2 separate regions of the Anser cygnoides genome follow, and region 2 is linked to region 1. The links are chromatin contacts, called in public Hi-C maps. All regions are on one chromosome and are shown on one strand. Each heading gives the region's core, a stretch centred on a gene start, on an enhancer-like site or on the middle of the called end of the contact. The rest is flanking DNA. Distances are from core to core; before and after follow the strand shown. Region 1 holds the start of DCP1B (decapping mRNA 1B). Region 2 holds the start of USP18 (ubiquitin specific peptidase 18).

Region 1 (6,080 bases), core at 3,432-5,931:
ATGAGCCAGCAGCGGTAACCTGGGCTGCATTAGGCAGGACATTGCCAGCAGGTCAGGGAGGTGATCCTTCTCCACTCAGCATTGCTAAGGCCACACTCGGAGTTCTGTGTCTGCTGCTGGGCTCCTCAATACAGGAGAGACATGGACATATTGGAGAGAGCCATATGGAGGGCCACAGAGGTGGTCAAGGGACAACCTCCCTTGTGATGCAAGGCTGAGAGTTAGGACTGCTCACCCTAGAGAAGTCTAACAAAGGTGTCCTCAATCTCTTTTGGGCTTGTTAGGTTTACTACAGTTTAAATGACACAGCAATTCCTGTATACATCACCAAGCAAATTCAACTGAACAGTGCAGGATTAATTTGGGATGATAATAAAATTGACAAATTTGCACAAACCAGCAGGAAAAATAAGAGGAAGAAATAAACCCTGTCTCGCTACTCCTATGGAAGGAGTTTGTTGAGAAATTCTGTAGTTCACATTTCTGCCAAGCAAGGTAATATGCCTCTAAATTTAATCTGACAGAAGACATAGCACAGCGTCACTAGAAAATGACAAAATCAGATTGTAGAAGAAGGACTGCCAAACACCTTCAGAGCTCTCAGAATTCACCAGGGGAAACAAATTCACAGAAGTGTAATAAGCCTAGACTCAGATACCCACTGGAGTTTTGTGGCGCTAATACCTTTAGTTTCCACTTCAAAAATCTCATTCAAAGTGCTTATATCTTCTATTGGATGCCTGCTGGAAGCTGCCTTTGCCCAGATCCATCCCTCCTAAAAAAATGGATAGATTGCATTCATTGTTTCCGAGTGAAACGCTTCAAATGTTACTGAGTTTTATTGTCTGGTGCAGTTACACAAACGTGAATTCCTTTTTCTACACAGGCCTTTCTTCCCATACCCACAACTCCAGATCAACACAAAATGGAGAAATACAATCACAACAAAACATTCTTAGCTTTAAGAGGCAAGTAGCTGCATTTAAAGCATAGAGGTAATTGTGGATCTTGCCTAATGAAAGAAAAAATAGAAAAAATAATTTTCAATTTGAAAACAAGTCTACTTCAAAACATCTCATTTACATATGCCAGCCAAATAAAGCTTGTAGCAAATAAAAGTGATCACCCAAACTGGTAAACAAAGTAGAAAGATCACACTGTTATAGGTCAGATGATCTCATATTATGAAACATGTACAATAGGTATTAAGCCTAATTTTAAATACAGAAGATACATTTTGGGGAACCTTTACAAACTCTTACCACCTGCAATAGCAGGTATTCAGTAGCATCAGTATCACAAGCATCTACCTATGGGAATTTTTGCAAGCAGCTACCAAATCCACAGAAAACTAGGGGGGATACTTAAAGCAGAAGACTTACCTTATTGCTCAAGTATTTTAGCTTTAAGGATCTGTGATTATAGAACCATTTGTATTGACTTCTAGAGAGCTACAACAGATGTGTTATAACACTGACTGTCTTTATTCACCCATGCTACATCTAAAAAAAGCTAGAAAATCCTTTATTGGAATCCTTAATAAGCACCAATGTTCTTCATTAACACGAAACATACATAAACATTTTTGCCAGCCAACAATATAATAACACAAATTTCCTTCATAAAGTAATACTGCAACAGCTACATGTATAGCAGCTGTTGCTACTAGATATACATGCATATAGCAGCATATATGCTATACTACTATAAATACATAGTAGGAATTCAGAGCTTCTTTTTTCAACAGTTAACTCTTAAAAAAAGATGATTTGGATGCAGAGCACGCTTTCACAAAAATATGCTTTGGTGCTAAGGACACATTCCCCTCCTCCCAAACTTGCTGCCCACTTCTATCACGCTGACCAGCCCCAGTGCTCCTTTGGGCTTACTACCACCTTCTTAACAGCAGCAACACAAGCACATCCTTCTGCTGACTCCATTTTTTTAATATGGCAAGAGCTACTATGCCAGGTGAGGTGTAAAAATGAGGTCTTGGCTTAATGTAATTACCTAATGGAACTTTTCATATTAGGAATTAATTAAATGAGGCCATCTTCTCTGTAGCTGGTTGGAAAATAACCCTTTTAGAGCTACAGGTGTTTGATTCTGCCAAATTAAACGGTGATTACCACAAAGATGTGGTTGGAAAGGTATTCTCTTAGGCAAGATATAAATACTGTTACGTGTTATTAACCTATGGGGCATAGCAGGTGTGTCCTAACCTCATTGGTATTTTGGTAGTTTGTCTGGTCAATCAGCAGTGTAAAGAATGAAGTTGATGGATCAAATCAGTTTATTAGGACAGCAATAAGGTAACAGAACAACTTAGCAAAATATGTGTCAAAGAAAGAAACACGCTTTTGGTAAAAACCCAGGTTCTTAGACACAGAAAAAAAAAAAAAGAAAAACAACAACAAAAAACTTCCACTGAAAATCATAATAAGTGATAGGTAATTATTTCATGCACAGCATGTATAATATCAGAACTTCAAAACCAACAATGCCAAAGAATACAATCCCATTTTTCTGTGGACTAACATTTTGCAGGAAATCTCAAGATGGTCTCACAAACTTCACCAGGGAGCAATGTTACAAACACAGATGTGCATGCTAATAGCTTACATGTGCTGGGGTTTATTTGGGGGCAGAGGGAGAGTTGTTTTGAATCTGAATGAAAGTAACCAGATTTAATTTTAATCTAGAGATGGATTTTTTGAATAACTGCACCAGATGAAACTAGGTAGTCACACCCTATGCTCATTAAGGAACTTTTAGGAAGTAATATGTTGCTAACAAAAAGACTGAAATTGCTTAAACCATTTAGGATTGGAGTTAAAAAGTGGTCCAAAAATACAACCAGAAATTTCAGCCTCTGGGCATGAGGGAAGTATTCAAGAGCTACCTTCTGAAAGCCTATAATAAATGTGGGCTAAAAAGACTACCTTTCTACTGTGCCTGGGAAGAGGTGCAGACAGGCTCCAGCATGAACCACTGGGTTCCCAGGTGTGAGGGGTACCGGGCTGCGGAGCTGCAAGCACGTCCCCAGCAGTATATGGAGCACGGGTAAGCAAGTGCTGCGGGATCAGCCTGGCTCCACAAGGGCTACCTGCTCTTCCCAGGAAGACGGCACACTGGAAAGCACCCTATGAAGATCCACTGGAAGATCCTCAGGTAGTTCTTGATGCAGAAGAGGAGCCTACCAATCCTACCTCAGCACCCTTCTTGCCAGCAGGGGGGCAGCAGAGTTGTTGCCAGACAGCGAGAAAGAATTATGGCAGCCTTGGGGAAGGAATAAAAAGGAAAAGGCAACTATTGTGCAATAACAACTCCAAGGGGGCTGGAGATGAGGAAGTGGAGCAAATGAAGTGCTCAACACTACATTTTCTCAAGTGAGTCCTGCTGTTTATTTTAAGAATTGCTGCTCAGAGGAAGGCCTGAATGTGAACAGACAGGAAAGCGGTCAGTCGAGGCTGTGATCACAGCAGCAACATGAAGGCTTGTTTTTCAATCAGTTCACTTCCCTGGTCTGACTGGTTCATGCTGTGGCCACAAACACACTCAGGCCAGTACCACACGGAGGTGCCAGAATAGCAGGAATGAATGGCTGGGACCTGGGACAGGGGTGGCGTATACCCAGCACTGACACCAAACACACTCACATGAAATCACACCCTCAATGTCGATAATTTGCTGTAGGAAGCAAGCCTTAGTTCTTACAATTGCATAGGTTCTTGAATGAGAAGCAAAGGCTTAACGTCTATTTGAAGAATCCTTGCAAAAAGGTTTGAACTAAGCATGTTTATGTTTATCCTTAAAAGAGACCTTAAGAACAGCATGCTGTGTGGATTTTGCCTTAAAAATAGTTTGGATGTTACCTACGCAAAAGCCCTTTTATACAATGGCAAAATCAAAGTTTTTTGTTTGTTTGTTTTAACAGAGTACTATCCAGGTGGGTGGGAGACAAAAATGTGACACTCTAATTATATACTTCATGAAATTATGACATTTTCAAAGCTAGAAAATGACTTTGTTTCATAAACAAGTTACAGCAAAATCATTCTAACTTTGATAGTTATTATGGACTACTGAATTACTGACTGTAAGCAAATAACTACAGCTTAAGGAATCAACCTTTTCAACCTGTGACATTTTTGCTAAAAAGTCCTTAGCTTTAGATGCGGTGAGAATTCACAGTCTTTCTCTATTTAACAAGATTTTGTTTCACTGGAAAATTTTTAAGTCCCCTATCAAGTGGTACCATAACGCATGCCAGAACTAATGGTTTTATTAATTACCTTTACTTCAGGTAAAATGAAAGGAGCAATTATGGCTCACTTACACAGCAAAACAGTTGGAACCAGCAGAAAGGACCACACAGTGCAACAAAATACACAAAGGCATGATCAGAAGCTTGACGGGTTTGCTGGCTCAAAGCGCAGGGCTGGGGAGCCGTCTGCCCAGCTATGTCAGAAAGTAATCCAGGAGGAAGGCAGTACCAAAAAAGCCACAAGCTGGATACTGAAAACAGCCAAAATTTTTGTCAGGCTTACTTCAAGATATTTAACCTCACAGGTGTTTTTGTTTGTTTGTTTGTTTTTTCCACAGAGTTCAAGGAAACAGAACCATCTCCAATCTTCATATGTCAAGAGAAGGGCACAGGAGATGCACTTGACCCAGTCAGGCTCTCTCTCTCACATGAAGAGGAATGTGGTTATGAGTGCCTGGAAACTGGTAACTGAAAACTATTTAAGAATGATAATTTAAAAAAAAAAATGTGCATCTGTACACTACTTGATCAATGTGAATTATCTTTCCCACTTACATATTTTTCTCTTTTTGCCATCCTACCCTGTTCCTTTCCAGACCAAGGACAACAGTTTCCCTCGTCTACCATAAGCCTATGCATTTTCCTTGTTGTTACAGGATAAGCCAGCTGGAGCTTTGTAATGGAACTGGTTAGAGCCTTTTTCTTGCCACATCTATACCAAAACCACCTGAAAACTTCCAAACTCCACAGCTGTGTTTCATTAGAGGCCCAGCTGAAACAAGGTGGCTTTAGAAAAGGCAAGCTAGGCGTGAGACCTTATTATAAGAGGGTATGTTAGGAGTTTTCTTCTCCCGCTGTATACTTGTCGGGCAAGCTGTAGGTCCTTGTTCTTAGGAAGACAATTTTCAGCAGCCTTTGGGGCTGCAGCAAAACCTACGCATTTTCTCCTGGGTCCCAGAGAACAACATTTTCTCCCTGTCCTCTCTGAGAACATGTCCGCTCCTGACTCCACTCAAGAGACTCGCTGTCCCTACATTACATACTGTGAATTCCCATACTGTGTATTCCCAGCTTGCTGCCTCTCAGTTCTCTTCTGTCCCCACTTTCACACTCTGGAAGTTTTTACATCTGGGCTGACCCAGTTGCTCTTGGAGCAGATGCCAGGGCTAGCTCACTCTAACCCACAACCTCCATCTGGCCTGGAGTGCAAAAGTGCCCTTTTAAACATGTCACATATGGGATACTGCAAACAAGCAAAATAGCATCCATTACATTGGCCTTTAGTATTTCAGGCTATCCTATCTCTGGAGGGAAATATGTTGCCCTACTGCTTCCAGGTACACATGGTGGTAACTCCTTCCAAAACTGCTACATGGGTCATGTGGTGAAAAAAATATTTGCTGTCGCAGCAGGTTCAGGCTGGACTCTTAAGCAAGTCCTTTAAGTATAAATGTACGTATTGAGCGTATCTGCACGCCACATAAAGCTGATATACCCGCTGTAAACTGTTGGCATCGATAGACTGATAATAAATGTGTACATTTGACAGGAAAATATGGTGACTAAACTCGTGGTCCTGTCCATCTGTTCCTCTGCAGCTTGTGTATCTCCGTGTCAGGGCACACTTGTTTATGTTTCCTCTGCTCATGTCATATGTATGTGTGTGTAAATATATATACATGTATATGTATATTTATTAAAAGGTTCCCCCCTCAGGCTAACGGGGCACCCCCCGTGACGAATCGAAGCGCTCGGCGCTCGATTGAGGCGGCTGTGGGCGGGAGGAGGAGGAGGGCGAGGGGAGCTCCGCTCG
Region 2 (6,076 bases), core at 1,513-4,012, 960 kb before region 1:
AAATACCAGATGATACAAAATTTTTCTGTTCAGTAAAAGCAATGCTTTAAAGCCTAAAGTACCCTAAGTATTCAAAGGGGCAAATTTCACCTTCTCTACCTTTTGATCTGATAAGAATTTGTGTTTTTTTCTGATTGGGCTCTTCTCTGCATTGTTTTTAAGTGCTCTAGTCACAGCTCTAGAGGGGCACCTTGGACTCTAATTTTTAAATGCATTTAAGCACCTAAGTATCATTTTTGTTTTACAATCCTTCAGGCAAAGGAACTGTTTAAGAGAACCATTATAATGCCTTGATTTTAAGGGGACTATTGAATGGACCATTATTCTGACAGTCTCTTATGACTCGGCTACTGGCTCTTTAAATAAAACTCAAAAAAAATCACTAAACTAAAGCAAAGTAATAATACTCAAGCAAAACAATATTATAAATGCTCCAATGCAATTAAACAAAAATGAAACATTTTTAAGAGCCCACATCCAACATGGAAACTGAATCAGAAAAAAATGGTATGCTTATATGCTTAGGGAAACATTCACAGAAAGAGAGAGAAAGAGAGGGAAGGAGAGGGAAGGAGAGGGAAGGAGAGGGGGAAGGAGAGGGCGGGAAGGAGAGGGCGAGAAAGAAGTCCCATATGCTCAGGAATCATTATTACACAAATACTGAACAGCATGTAAAATGAACCTGAGGCCACTCCAGGTGCAATAAGAATGAAGAAAAGCTACCAAGAAAGGGAAATTACCAAAAAATCCTGGTTTTGCTTTTCATGAAAAGAAATTTTTGTTTCAAAAGCTTGTTATTTTTCAGGTTGACTCTACCTAATAATGTTATATTTCAAAGTTTATGAAAAATTTATCATGGAAACTAGAAAACTAGAAATTATTTTTTCCCCAATTACCATTTTTAAGCTTAAGTATATTTTTCCCAACCATCCTTTATCAAAATTACTTTTGAACTCAAAGTGTCACATACCCAGATACACTGGATAACATCAAATTTGCTGAGAAGATTTATCTGGGAAAAAAAAGAAAAAAAAAATCAGGCATTCAAAGATAGATTCGAGAACATTGCTCTTTGTATTGAAAAGCAACAATTAGGATGGCTATGTGGGAAAAGTAAAACTGGATTTCAATTTCTTCTTCTGCAAAACACTCTGAACTCATGCTGCCTTTTCCCTGGGAAGCAATTTAACCAGGCATTCAGGTGTAGCTGGTGTAGTATCAGCAAAAGTAATACCCGCAGCCAGGGGGGACGCAGGAGGAGACAGAAAGGAGGGGAAATGGTCAGCAGAGGAGCTGAACAGCAGTGATGGTTGTGCTGGGGATGAGCAGAACTTGTAAAACACAGTTCTTGGTAGAATTAAGGGCAGGATGAACGAGCCAGCTCAGGGCTAAGAAGCTTTGGGTGATTTGAGAAATAGGTAGAAAGATAGTAGGGCAAGAAGGTGCAGGGGTCTACAGAGATGGCAGGATTTGAAGGATTTGGCTCTGCAGTTCAATGAAACTCTCCCCCAGGCACCCTGGCACCGCTAACAGGAACCCTGGGTTGGGAGCAGGGACGGGAACAGAACTTTCCAACCCTTACACAGAACCGCCTCGTTTCAGCTATAAAAAATACAGTATTGCTAAGATTTGCCATGACCTTCCTTTCCTGGCATAACTGTATAAAAAATCTGTTGCGTGGGCATGGGACTTGGGGAGCAAGCAAACCGATTTCTCCCCTCTCACTGGAAGAGCAGGGCCCCTTCTCAGTTTCCTTTGCAGACGAGGGGGATGGCTCAGTACCACTGCCCCAGCGCACGTGGCTTGGCCAAGCCAAGCGACCACGCTAACTACGGGCAGCAAAAAGGCGGCAGCGACGTCCGCCTTGCATCCTCCACCCCGTGATCAGTGAGCCCTCCTGCCCACCCTCTGCTCAGCCCAGCGTCCTCCATTTCGCTCTCGCTCCGCGCCAGGTCGCTGGCCTGAGGAGGGCCTCTCCGTCCCTGGTTGTCGGTCACTCTTTCCTAGCGTCGCCACTCCTTCCCCCTCACAGTTATCTCACAGGGCAGGCTGCCAAAGGCATGGACCTCAGCCCCGAGGAGACGGTGGCCCCCGGGTGCTCCCCAAAGAGTGGCTGTGGGGATGGGATGGATCCGAGCCCTTCACCTCCATGCTTCTCTTAGACACCACTGAAATAAGACTTTTCACTGTTCTGTTCAACTACGTGCTTGTCCAGCTCCCTTTTTAATATATTTTCATCCATTAAAGAATATTGGTTGAAACAGAAAAGAGAAACCATTCCGGCCACTACAAACGCCCATTACTCGCGCTCCCCTGACGGCATGCCCAATGCCCTAGCAGATTCACCAGCTCAAAAGTTATTTTCATCAGTTAAAAGAAATACAAATGACCAAGCTGACGCGGTAAGAGTTCAGAGTCACCAGAGCTCCGACTCGGTGCGTGCGGTCATTTAGCCGTCCACCCGCGGCTCGGGCTCCCCGACCCCGGCAAGCAGCCACAGAGCTCTCTCACACCTCCTACCTCGCGCGTTTGGAGCCTCGGCCGACCCTCAGCGACCCCCCGGAGCCGCGGGCGGACCCTGGGGGCCGGCACGGCGCACATCGCCCCGCTCACCTGCGGGCCGGCCGGGCCGAGGGAGGCGCTGCCGGTGCGGCTGCCGCGGCGGCGCTGCCTGAGGGAGACTGCGGGGAGGCGGCGGCGCCCCGCCGCCCTGCTCGCCGGCTGCGTCAGAGGGCAGCAGCGCCCACTGCGCCGCTTAGTTTTGATTTCCCGCTTCGCTCGGCCCAGGGACGGAAAGTGAAACTTCGCGGAGCCGATCGCTGCTCTCCCTTCTCGCCGCCAGGGGCGGCCCCGCGGCGGGCAGAGCCGTGAGATGGCGGCGGCTCGCCGACCCCGGACCCGTAGGAGAAGCGGGGCCGAGCTGCGCGGACACCGGGCTGGGACGAGACCCTGCCGACCCGGGGCCCCTCCGCTACCTCCCCATGCCAGGCTGAGCCTGCTTCGGTTGGGAAAGAGTGGGTTTCAATGGCACGGGGAGAAACTGAACTCTGTAGAAAGCAAGCTGTTCATCGTCTGTGGCTGCTCCTCAGGAGGTGTGTGCTGCCTGCACTTACAGCGTTCCTCACCTCACAAAACTTGGTGTTTGTTAGCACGGTGTTTGCTTCTTGTAGCAGCAAAAGCAACAGGAAAGCCAAACTCTTGTCAAGGCACAGAAGCAAGAAATAGCTTGTTTAAAATAACCCCAAGTAAGTCTTAGAGTAACTTACAGTAACTGTCTTAGAAACTTAACCCACCCTCCAACCTAAAAGCTTCAGGAATTTACTGCTTATGTGGGCTATGGTCCACAGTAGGATAGCTGAATGGCAGCACTGTGGTAAACAAAAATACCCCAGCAAACCCCTGTGCCACGCGATGTCTGGTTTCAACAAGGCCAAGGATGTCCGAACCAGCAGAAGTGCTTGGGTGGCTGCTCCTCTGGTGTGTGTCGGGATTCCTGGCCTTCCTCTTTCTGGCTGTCAGCAGGACAAACGGAGGGGCACAGCATGCCCTGGAAGGGGGCTTTGCTTGTTGGAGGATGGCCATCAGCCCAGCTTTGCTCCACATGAGGATGCAGGAGAGTTTAGAGCTGAGTGATGCTGCCCTGCAGAGCTCTGCTGACTGGAGAAATGGTACAGGTGAAGCAGGGGATACTGCTATGCATGTGAAATAGATGCAGTCTCTGGGACCCCAGAAGTGAGAGTCCCCTTGCGATTTGGCAGGGCATACCTGCCTACCCTTTATCCAGGAGCTCCAGCAGGCTGAGACAGCTGGACAGTCTTCAGAGAGGGCCAAACCCTCAACCATGCCTCTATCTCCGCCTGTAAGATTGGGTTGGCAATCCCCATTCCAATGAGGTAAAAGGTGTTGCTACCTTCCACAGGCTACAGGGAGCTCCTGAAGGCCTCTGTCTCCCTTTCTTTGCTTCCTAGAACCTCACTGGTGTCTTTGGTATGCCCCTTTACCCCTCAGGAAAGCCCCTTCTTTGAGCTACTAACAAACTGAATTTGCATGTGCTGTGCAAAAGCCTTCAGCTGTTGTTTTACTAATTTACTAAATTCAGTGGATGTTACAGAAGAAGAGAGAGACAAAGAAGGGAAGGAAGGAAGAAAAGAGAGAAAGGAAGGAAGGAAAGAAAGAAATGGTGAGGAAAACCATGGCTTAATGTAGCCCTGCCTTGCAGGCTTCTTCCTGTGTAATAAAATATTTCACAGTTAGAGCCAGCACAGCTGCTGAGGAGTCAGAGCTCCTCAGCTATGGCAGCACTGGCAGTAAAAAGCTTCCTGACCCGCCACACAGACATATATGGGTAGCTGTAGAGGCTGCAGGCAGAAGATTACAAATGACTCAGCATCTTTCTTGTGGCCCAGGTGGAGCCTGTTGGGAATGATTTAGTGGTGTTCACTTTCTATTCCTAGCTTGCGTGGAGTCTGCCTGATAGTAAGGAGGAAGAGAGAAAGAAATGTGAAGCTATAAATTGCCTAGAGACAGGTAAACCACCTAAGCAGATTGCAGATTGACGCCAGAGGTTCAATAGGAGCTAGGTCTGACAGATCTGCATAAACCAGTGAGGAAGTGTGCAGGTGACATGGCTTTTGGTAATGATTCCTGTGGGATCCTGGGTACTAGATTAAGAGGGCATATGTCTTGTTTAAGAATATTTTAAGGTTTGCCTGTGGAATCTGGTTGTGACACTCCACTTCCAAAATGGGTATTGGGCAGAAATCTGAGCCTGGAAGATACTTTGAAAAAAGCTGCTTGCTTCTGATAACTGCCACAGAACTTCTACAGTAGATAAAATAATCCATAAAATAGATAATCAGGATGTGATTTAAAAAGCACTCAGGGAGTTAGGAACTCCACCCCCATTGTTTCAGAACACATGAAGTACTCTGCACTGGATCAGTAACTTCAAGTTCTTCATTGCATCAATTTCAGTAGTTTTTCAAGGAAGAGGGCAAGCACTTCCTCTGCCATTTTTCTTTGTCACTTTTTTTTTTGTCTTTAACTGTGTTTCATGTGCAAAATTTCCTGTTTCTGGTTTTGGTCCCAATTCAGGAAAGAACTTTGAGGAAAGCCATTTAAGAATCTAAATACCATCAGTTTGGGTTATACTTAATCATATTGTTTCAATTTAAGTACGTAAGCAAGTATATCATGAATAGGGATATTCTTCTAAACAGAGGCATTTCTGGTACTCCGTAAGTACCTAGTTTATTTTAATGATTTAGATAATTAAATGCATGCAATGCATATAGCACGTACAAGTTTTATGTGACATACTGCAAACTGTAACTGCCAACAGAAATAGAAATCACAGAATATCCTGAGCTGGAAGGGATCAATCTCTACATGAGGAAGATCACAGAATCACAGAATAGTTAAGGTTGGGAGGGACCTCTGGAGGTCATCTGGTCCAAACCTCCAGCTCAAACAATGCCACCCAGAGCAGAGATCACTCTGGATGGCCGCACAACCCGCTGGCACATTGACCATTCCTCCCAGTCTTGTGTCATCTGCAAATTTGCTAAGGGTACACTTTGTGTACAGTTCTGTTCAACATTTTCATTAATGATTTGGATGATGCTGCCATCCAGAGAGACCTGCCTTGGCAGGCAGGAGAAATGGGCTAACAGAAGCTCATCGAGTCCCACAGGGAGAAGTGCAGAGCCCTGCCCCTGGGCAGGAACAGCCCCAGGCACCAGGACGTGCTGGGGGCTGCCCAGCTGGAAAGCAGCTTGGCAGAAAAGGGCCTGGGGGTCCTGGTGGGCACCAATTGGACGTGAGCCAGCAACGTGCCCTTGGGTAACACTAAGCTGGGCTGCATTAGGGCAGAGCATTGCCGGGAGGTCAGGGAGGTGATCCTTCTCTACTCGGTATTGGTGAGGCCACACAGGGAGTCCTCTGTCTGCTGCTGGGCTACCCAGCATGAGACACATGGAGATACTGGAGAGAGTCCCGTGAAAGGATAGTTAGGGACTAATGAAAGGCTGTGACAACTGGAACTATTTAACCTGGAGAACAAAAGGCTCAGGGAGGA

The links. A called contact is a pair of places that touch in the nucleus more often than the background predicts.
Region 2: a contact with region 1 is called in a Hi-C map of liver, with 7 times the contacts expected there. The contact joins the promoter of USP18 here to the promoter of DCP1B in region 1. A contact is called at or near these places in 2 of 7 Hi-C or Micro-C datasets (both in liver).

Annotation. Positions count from the first base shown.
Region 1 is chr1:66,326,626-66,332,705 of Taihu_goose_T2T_genome, reverse strand. It overlaps DCP1B (decapping mRNA 1B), which reads left to right and starts at 4,681. Exons shown (of 10, transcript XM_048049091.2): 1 at 4,681-4,731; 2 at 5,984-6,080. The coding sequence starts at 4,696. The region is part of intron 1 of CACNA1C (calcium voltage-gated channel subunit alpha1 C); the gene reads right to left.
Region 2 is chr1:67,285,356-67,291,431 of Taihu_goose_T2T_genome, reverse strand. USP18 (ubiquitin specific peptidase 18) reads right to left here and starts at 2,762. Exons shown (of 12, transcript XM_048047318.2): 1 at 2,521-2,762; 2 at 971-1,012. The coding sequence starts at 2,601.